2 separate regions of the Mus musculus genome follow, and region 1 is linked to region 2. The links are chromatin contacts, called in public Hi-C maps. All regions are on one chromosome and are shown on one strand. Each heading gives the region's core, a stretch centred on a gene start, on an enhancer-like site or on the middle of the called end of the contact. The rest is flanking DNA. Distances are from core to core; before and after follow the strand shown.

Region 1 (3,837 bases), core at 951-3,450, 140 kb before region 2:
AGCTATTTCCCCGATGGCTAAAAAACAGTCATTGAGTACTATTCAAACAAGGAAGAACACGTAGTCGCCTCAACTTCAATCTATTAGCATCTATATTTTCTTAAGAAGGTAGCTCACAGTTGGACCTATTCATCATTTAAAGAAAAATTCTTAGGTAAATAAGGCAAGTGGTGATTACCAGCCTATTAACAAATGTTTTTCCAAGGCTTTCAGAGTCATATACATGAGAAAGCTTCATATATTAAATTTTAATGACATAATACAGCTGATTTTTATTAAGAATTTCTTATTGTTCTGGCTAAGTGTTCTAATTCCTGTTTCCTTTGGTCTTCTTCTTCTTTTTCCCTAACATTGCACATTTATTAAAAAAAAGAAAACAGGGGGTAATGCTCTGTCTCAGTATATACCTATATATAAACATATCTAGAAAGGCTCTCAGCAAAGGATGTTTGGAAGTAGCAGTCAGGAAGAGAAGCCAAATTAAGTTCAAAAAGCATCATTTTAACTGGTGTACCCAGTTTGTTTTTTTTTTTTATTAATGAAACGCGAACTTAAAATAATTTTAATTTTGTTCTGTGTATGTGGGCACATGTGTGGAGGTCAGAGGACAGCTTTTCTGGTCTCCTCTTTCAGCTTCACATGGGTTTTGGAGACGGAGCTCATATCTCCAAGATTGCTCAGCAAATGTCTTTACTCAATGAGCCATCTTGCAAACCCAGGTGTACCTATGTTTTAGGGGGAAAAATAAGACACATTAATGAGACACTTTCTCTTTTAATTTCAAATTTTAAAATACTTATACAGTGAATAAAGAGAATAAAGTGATCTTTTAGCATAAAAAGTATGAGGGCATGCCATTATATTAAAAATGTCAACGTGAATATTATTTCACATTCTTTTGTGGTTTTGGAAGCCAGAAGTCATGGATGTATTTGACTTTTCACCTGATAAGTTAACTTCGAACATGTTTAGAGGTGATGTATCTTAGGGCTGTACTACCATATTAAAAAAAAAAAAAAAAAGGGCAGGGGCTCCATCTTAGAACAGTTCCTCCTGTGGAAGCACCTAGCTGTACTCTAGCCTGTTTGTGTAAACACCCATCTTCCTCATTTGGTGAACACATCTCTACATTCAGTCTGCCTCTGGAGACAAGCATTTGGGGACCATGTGAGGCCAAGCATCCTTTTCCTGCCCTGTTTTTGGGGGTGGGGCAGCAGACAGGTCGTAGGTTTTAGTATCGCTTTGTAGATCAGTTACAGTGCCTCTAGGTCTGCGGCAGTCCAGCTAACTCCCACAGTCCTGTTATCACACAAACACAGGCTCTCCCCTGTTCTCTGGGGCACTGGGTTTTCCTGTCCACCATATTGTTCTCAGATGTTTGGTAGCTCTTAGCTGACCATTTTCGTTCACTGATAAACTTGAAGGAAACTGTAGTGGCTGTTCAAAGACGACCAGAAGTGTCCCTTCAAGTCTCCAGATAACAACATCAAAAAAGGACTATTTTCTTTTTTTTTTTTTAAACTGTGAGACTAATTCAACATGTATAATCATGAGTAGTTCCATCAGTTGGAGCCAAGTGACCACTGCTAATGTATTAAGTTATTTCCAAAGCTTATATGAATGAGAGGAACAGTTTTCCTTTGTTCTACTCTTAACAGTTTAGATGAATTTAAATTAATTAAGCGCAAACAGAAAGCCAGGGCTAAGCCCAGATGCTTACAGCTCTTCTGTGAAACTGGAACAAATTTGCAAACTCAGTAAGAAATAAAACTAAAAGCAGTGAAACTCAAATTAACAACATTAGTTTGATGTGGCAGATGGTTTGTTGAAGTTCAGTGGCCGCTTACAGTTTAAACAGATTACTGGTTGTATGTGTGCCAACCATTGCTGTTGCACCGGGAAATGAAGTGCTCCCAGCCCCTCTGTTTGACCAATGGAACTATACGAAACTTTGTACCCGAACCTCATTTACTTTCACTTGGCATTTTTTTCCCTAAATCTACTTCTGTCTTTGTTTCCCTTCTCTATATAACTTGTATCTGGGCCTTGACAATTCAGTATAACATATATACAATGTATTCCAGCTCCTTCCTCACCTGACCACCCCATACCCTCTAACAAGTCTACCTCTTACTTTCATGTTGCCTTATGTGGGGAATTCACAGTTTTCTATCAGTGCTCTGCTGTGTACTTGATGCAAGCACAGGCATTTCTAAACTCACTAAGAAGTCATTTTCTTTTTCTTTTTCTCTCTCCTGCTGCCTGGTCCTAGAAGAACTGGATACATCTTTTTTTTTTTTTTTTCTGCTTCACCTTTATATGTGATCAGTCCAAGGCATTTTGTTCTAGTTGCAGGAATAGGTTAAAAAGAAAAAGAGGTATGGGAGAAAGTTTATGGTTTTCCAGTTACACTTGGGTATGTTTGGACCCACACATGGGGAAAATGACATTCTAAAAGACAGAAGAATCTTGGTATATATGCAAGCTTGAACAAAGATGATGCCCTCTTACCCCTTAGCGTGGAGGAGATATATCATAACTCACAATGTCTACCTTCTAGAGCAATTGACAATCTGGGTCCTTCAGGGCTTACACTTGAGACTTGAGGCAATAGATCACTGGGAGCATGAGGCAGGGTTACTGTGATATCTATTCAAAATGGGAGGGAAAAAATTCCCTTTCCCTCTTCCCCCTCCCTCCCTGCCTCCTTTCCTGCCTCTCTCTCTCTGCCCCGCCCCCTGGAAGACAGAGCCATACTGGGAATCCCCAATTCAGCAGCTCGGTTAGCAATGTGATTTATGATCTCTCTAGACTGTAGCTCTTCAGAGTGGCCAGCGTGGGACAGGCGTGTTTCTTATCTGTGACAAGAAACTGGTGTGAGAAAGTGTCAACACCTTAATTCTCCAAGTTTCCCCATGAAAATAGACTGTCCATCGAAACCAGGTGCATGATGGAGCACTCCACTGTGGTGCATTCCACACTTTCCCATAGGTTATTGTGGGTGGGAACAGATAATTTGTAGTTGGAATCAGTTTATAGACAACCCTTTGAGTAGTGGTATTGGTTGAAACTCTTGTCTTCTCCCTCCACTTGTTACCCAATTGCCCTCAATTGCCCAATGTAGAAAAATGTCAGTATTCTATACACCTATTACTTGTGAAATCAAAATGTCTTTCTTTGTGTAAATCTTTACAATTGTCTGTAGTGATACATTTTTTTTTCTGTGAATATTTGTACTGTTAATCCTGAGACTGGTTGGAGAAAAAACAACTTCACCATTATGGGTCAAATTTAAAATAAGCTTTATTAAATACTAAATACCGTCCAAAAGATGGATTTTGGGACTGAGCCAAGTGCAGTAGGGGCTTATAAGGACAAACCTACAGGCCACCGTACTTTCCCATGAGGCTTTGTTGTTTTCCAAGAACTACAACTCCCAGCATTCCAGGAAGTTATCTGGTCTTTGGATTGGTGGGGCTTACAGGTTAATTTTGGATGTTATAGTACCTGTGTCAAAGTTTAATTGTGCTATACTATATCACTGGATATTTAATATATAATAGAATCTCACTGAATATTTAATCTGGGACATTAAGAGGATGTATGTGTCTTTAGAAACATTTTTGTAGATGTCTCTCAAAAGAGAATTTCTTCTTCTCCTCCTCCTTCTCCTTCTCCTCCTCCTTCTCCTCCTCTTCCTCTCCCTCCTCCTCTCCTTTCCTCCTCCTCCTCCTCTTCCTCCTCCTCCCTCTTCTTCTTCTTCTTCTTCTTCTTCTTCTTCTTCTTCTTCTTCTTCTTCTTCCTCTTCCTCTTCCTCTTCCTCTTCCTCTTCCTCTT
Region 2 (4,268 bases), core at 545-3,044:
AACTGAGAGATCAACGTCAGCTTCTCCGTGTGTGAGGACAGAGTTTTATAGTTTATAAATGTTAAGTTCACCTCTGTGGAGCAAACATAACCTTCAGCTATTATTTATAAAACTGTTAATGGGATAAAGCAATCTGACAGTGCCTGTGGTTGTCTGCTGGTCTAACGACCTTAAGACCTCAGGGTTTTCACTGTTTTACTAGGTACGGTGAATCTGCAAAGAAGGGAGAGAAGGCACGTGAAAAATCCGATTTCTCCTGTGGTTCTCTGGTTTGGTGGGAAAGAAGATTCAAGAGCTCAGCTAAGGTCCAGCTTGGGATGAGGTCATTTTGACGGCTTTCCTTCGCCTTGATGCTAACCTGGTGGCGGGTTGACTGACAGTATTGGTCTACGGACAGAGTTCTTGCTGCATTGTTAAGTGTGGTGTGAGGAAACACTGAACAGGTAGAGAAAGAGAAGAAATATCTTTTCACAAAAAGACTGGTCCAGTCGCCAAATAATATTAATCCACAAGCTAAGAACAGTTTTCCTACCCAAACCAATGAGAGAGATAATAATTGCATTTTAGCTTATTTGTGTCTGTCTGTCTGTCTGTCTGTCTGTCTGTGTATATAGAGGACAGAAGTCAGCTTCATGTATTGTTCCTCAGACACCATCCACCATCTTTTTAAAGACAATGTCTCTCACTGGGACCTGGAATTTGACAAATAGTCCAGGCTGTCTTGGCATCCAGCCCCAGAGATTCACTGTGTCAATTCCTCCCCACTGCTGGGTTTGCAGACACAGGACTTCTCATCATATTTTCACATGTGTTTGCTGGAGATCAACCTTAGGTCCTCCAATACTTTATAAACTAAGCTATCTCTGTATCCAAAGTTACTGATCACGTCCATCATCATTATCATCATCATCACCAACAACAACAACAACATCACCACCACCACCATCACCACCATCACTATCATCACCATCATCGTCTAAGAATGGAGTCTCATTGTTGGCTTGGTGTTAGAAGGGAACCCTGACTCCCAGCTGAAAGATGTCTGCCAATTGAATCTCATCTCACCAGACAACAAAAGCAACATGTAAGTCAAGATCAGTTAGAGGTTGTCTTTGTCAGGGTTTCTATTCCTGCATAAACATCATGACCAAGAAGCAAGTTGGGGAGGAAAGGGTTTATTCGGCTTACACTTCCATACTGCTGTTCATCACTGAAGGAAGTCAAGACTGGAACTCAAGCAGGTCAGGAAGCAGGAGCTGATACAGAAGCCATCGAGGGATGTTCTTTACTAGCTTGCCTCCCCTGACTTGCTCAACCTGATCTCTTATAGAACCAAGACTACCAGCCCAGAGATGGCACCACCCACAAGGGGCCTTTCCCCCTTGATCACTAACTGAGAAAATGCCTTACAGTTGGATCTCATGGAGGCATTTCCTCAACTGAAGCTCCTTTCTCTGTGATAACTCCAGCTGTGTCAAGTTAACACAAAACTAGCCAGTACAGAGGTTTTATTTCTTTCTACTAGTAACTTGTGACGTGCTTTTCTTTTAGCGTCAAAATCCAAATATCTCTCACCACTTAATTTATTGTCACACCTCCAAAGCCCATTTAGAGGCAAAGTCACCTTTAACCTTAACAGCAAGAATGATGCAAAGTAGGTAAGCAAGCAACATTCCTTGGGGCTCAAGTATTTTCAAGTGCTTTTTAAAACAGCTCCTTAGTGTCTGGTTCCAATAATAAACGCAGAGCCAACTTCCTGCTCTCTCTCTCCAGTGTGAACTATTAGTCACTCACTCAGCCATTCCCCGGGGCAGGGGCTGCAGCACCCAGTCTCAGGATGAGTCACTCGGTAGGCTCGGAAACAGAATGCTGATGAAAAACGCTGTTCAAAAGTGATTTTTTTTGTTTGTTTGTTTATTAGCATCCTTGCATGGCTCAGTGATGAGAGCAGATCCTATCCTCCAAAGGAGGAAGCTTGAGAAAATGTGAGCAAGCAGAGCTCCCAAAGGCACTCGGCTTTTTCTACTGCGTTTGCTGTAAAAATTGAAATGACATTTATTTACTTACACACAAGTGTACGTGTACCCGGGCACACACGTGGAAGTCAGGGAAAACTTGCAGGATTTGGCTCTCTCCTCTTTGCATCTGGTCCTAGATATTGAATTCAGGTTGCCACACTTTGGCGGTAGGGGCTTTTGTCCACTAAGCCATCTTACCAGCCTATGGTAACTACATGCGAAATGACATCATTAAGATTCTATACCAATCAAAACTTTTCTCTGGCTCTGAAAGGACCAGTTGGTTCTCTGGTATTCTCAACTCCCTCTGAAACATATGGGCTAAGCAAAGTGTGATTAGATTCCCCTGGACCCGTGGCTTAGGAGACAGACCAGCAATGCAGGGATATTTTTCTGGCAAAATTTATCATTGAATTTAGATGCTTAAAAGAAGTTGAAGAGAGGCTGGAGAGATGGCTCAGCCGTGAAGAGCACTTGTGAGTCTTCTAGAGAACTGGGGGTTCAATTCCCGGCATCCACATAATTGCTGACAATGGTCTGTAAGGTCAGGTCCAGAGTTAGAGGATTCGAGTCCTTCTTCCAGCCTTCACCAGTACTGAATGCACAAAGTGAGCAGACACACAGACAAGAAAACACTCATAGGTATAAAATAAAAATAAATAAACCTTAAAACATATGTAGTTAGAGAGTGTAAAGACATAGCCAGAGGATCCTCCTAACCCAGTGGGAAATGATGACATCTTAGAACGCATGGAGAAGGGTAAGGTGGGCTGTTTGTAGGAACTTTCACATGGAAACATTGCCACAATGATAACATAGGACCAGAGTAGGACAAACTACTTCCTGCAAAGCAGGGGTTCTCAACCTGTGGGGCGCGACCCCCTAAGGGGTTGAGGGAGCCTTTCACAGAGGTGACCTTCAGACCATTGGAAAACACAAACACTTACATTATGATTCACAACAGTAACAAAGTTATAGTTATGAAGTAGCAAGGAAAATGATATTATGGTTGGGGGCTCACACAAGGGAGCATATTAAAGGGTCACAGCATCAGGAAGGTTGGGAGCCACTGCTGTAGGGATAGAATGCCTTTTGATATCCCATTTCCTCTGTCTTCCTATAGCAATCTCTTAGCCTCTGATACCTGGTGATGCAGACTAAACTGAGCAGTGAGGCTTCTCTTCCCCGCTGGTGTTCCTTCTGCTACTGTCCTTTGCAATTTGGCCACCGTGTTTCCTGGGTCTTCCTGTCTTCCTCTGATAGCATCTCTTGTTCTTTGATGACTTTCCTCCAGCCTGACATCTTTGCGTCACACAGCACTCTCCAGGATGGGCTCTTCCACGTTGTCCTGGGTTTTGGTGGGTGGGGCTATTGATGGGTGGTTGAGTAACGTGCCTTTTGAATGAGCAGTGGATGCTGAACTTCCAGATGAAATCTGCGTCCCTGCATCCCACCATGCTCCTATGCCTGGTATTTAAAAAGTTGTTTGGATCAACAATTTTTTTTAACCTTAAGGAGTAACTTCACTGGAAAAAAATAGATTTTTGAGACTTGCAGAGGAACAATCAGTCAGCAGACTCATAGATGTGTGTTTTCTCAAAAGGTACCTCTATGACGTCTCCCTGTCACCTTGTCTTAGTTCACCACCTGCCCACTCATCCTGGAAGTCAGACAGACTGCCCTGCAAGGTTTCAGATGCATCTTTAGAGCAGGGGTCAGACAGCCTACTGGTTCTCTGTGGCATAATCTTCTTAAGAACCATGATTCAGTGCTAACTCTCATAGACTTCGTGAGACTTGCAGACGCTGAGGGCATCTGCCACTCCTCAAGGCTCCTCTGTGACTCCCGGTCTCAGCTGCTTTGTCCTTATTTCTGTGTTTTGTGGCAATAAGGGCTCCTCGGGAACAGCTAAAGGGCACACACTGGTTAACCAGACAGTTTCACTTTAAGCTTGTACTTTCCTTTCTTTATAATAGGACTCCTCTCAGAACACAGAGCTGTCATACGGAAGACAGGCAATCTTGAAAATTCTCGGAGAGAAACAGCTTTCAGCTGCTTTTGAAGGGGGATGGACGTGACTCAGTAAGAGAATCTGAGAAACTCTTTGTCACTTCACACTTTTGGCTCTCTATCTGGCTGTCTGACTTCTGAAGCAGTTGGAGATATAAATATTAAGTTTGGTGGAAAGATGTCCTCGGTGAGAAATACTACCCCAACTTTAAAGGGAAAAAAGTTAAAGTTAATAGTTGC

What was found. A called contact is a pair of places that touch in the nucleus more often than the background predicts.
Region 1: a contact with region 2 is called in a Hi-C map of the N1E-115 cell line, with 5 times the contacts expected there. The contact joins two enhancer-like sites. A contact is called at or near these places in 1 of 15 datasets of contacts at CTCF or cohesin (the NIH/3T3 cell line) and 3 of 484 Hi-C or Micro-C datasets (the N1E-115 cell line and liver).

What each region holds. Positions count from the first base shown.
Region 1 is chr1:72,034,269-72,038,105 of GRCm38.p6, reverse strand. No RefSeq gene overlaps it. Among named protein-coding and RNA genes, the nearest start is that of 4933417E11Rik, 31 kb to the right of the region's middle. Within about 2 kb of position 2,200, at least 8 of the 459 cell types and tissues checked have an H3K27ac peak or open chromatin away from gene starts, as enhancers often do. A contact at or near this core is called in the N1E-115 cell line, where this site is marked.
Region 2 is chr1:71,891,322-71,895,589 of GRCm38.p6, reverse strand. It overlaps Gm28818 (a long non-coding RNA gene), which reads left to right. Exons shown (of 3, transcript XR_373492.3): 3 at 203-1,755. Among named protein-coding and RNA genes, the nearest start is that of Gm8883, 5.3 kb to the right of the region's middle. Within about 2 kb of position 1,794, at least 91 of the 459 cell types and tissues checked have an H3K27ac peak or open chromatin away from gene starts, as enhancers often do. A contact at or near this core is called in the N1E-115 cell line, where this site is marked.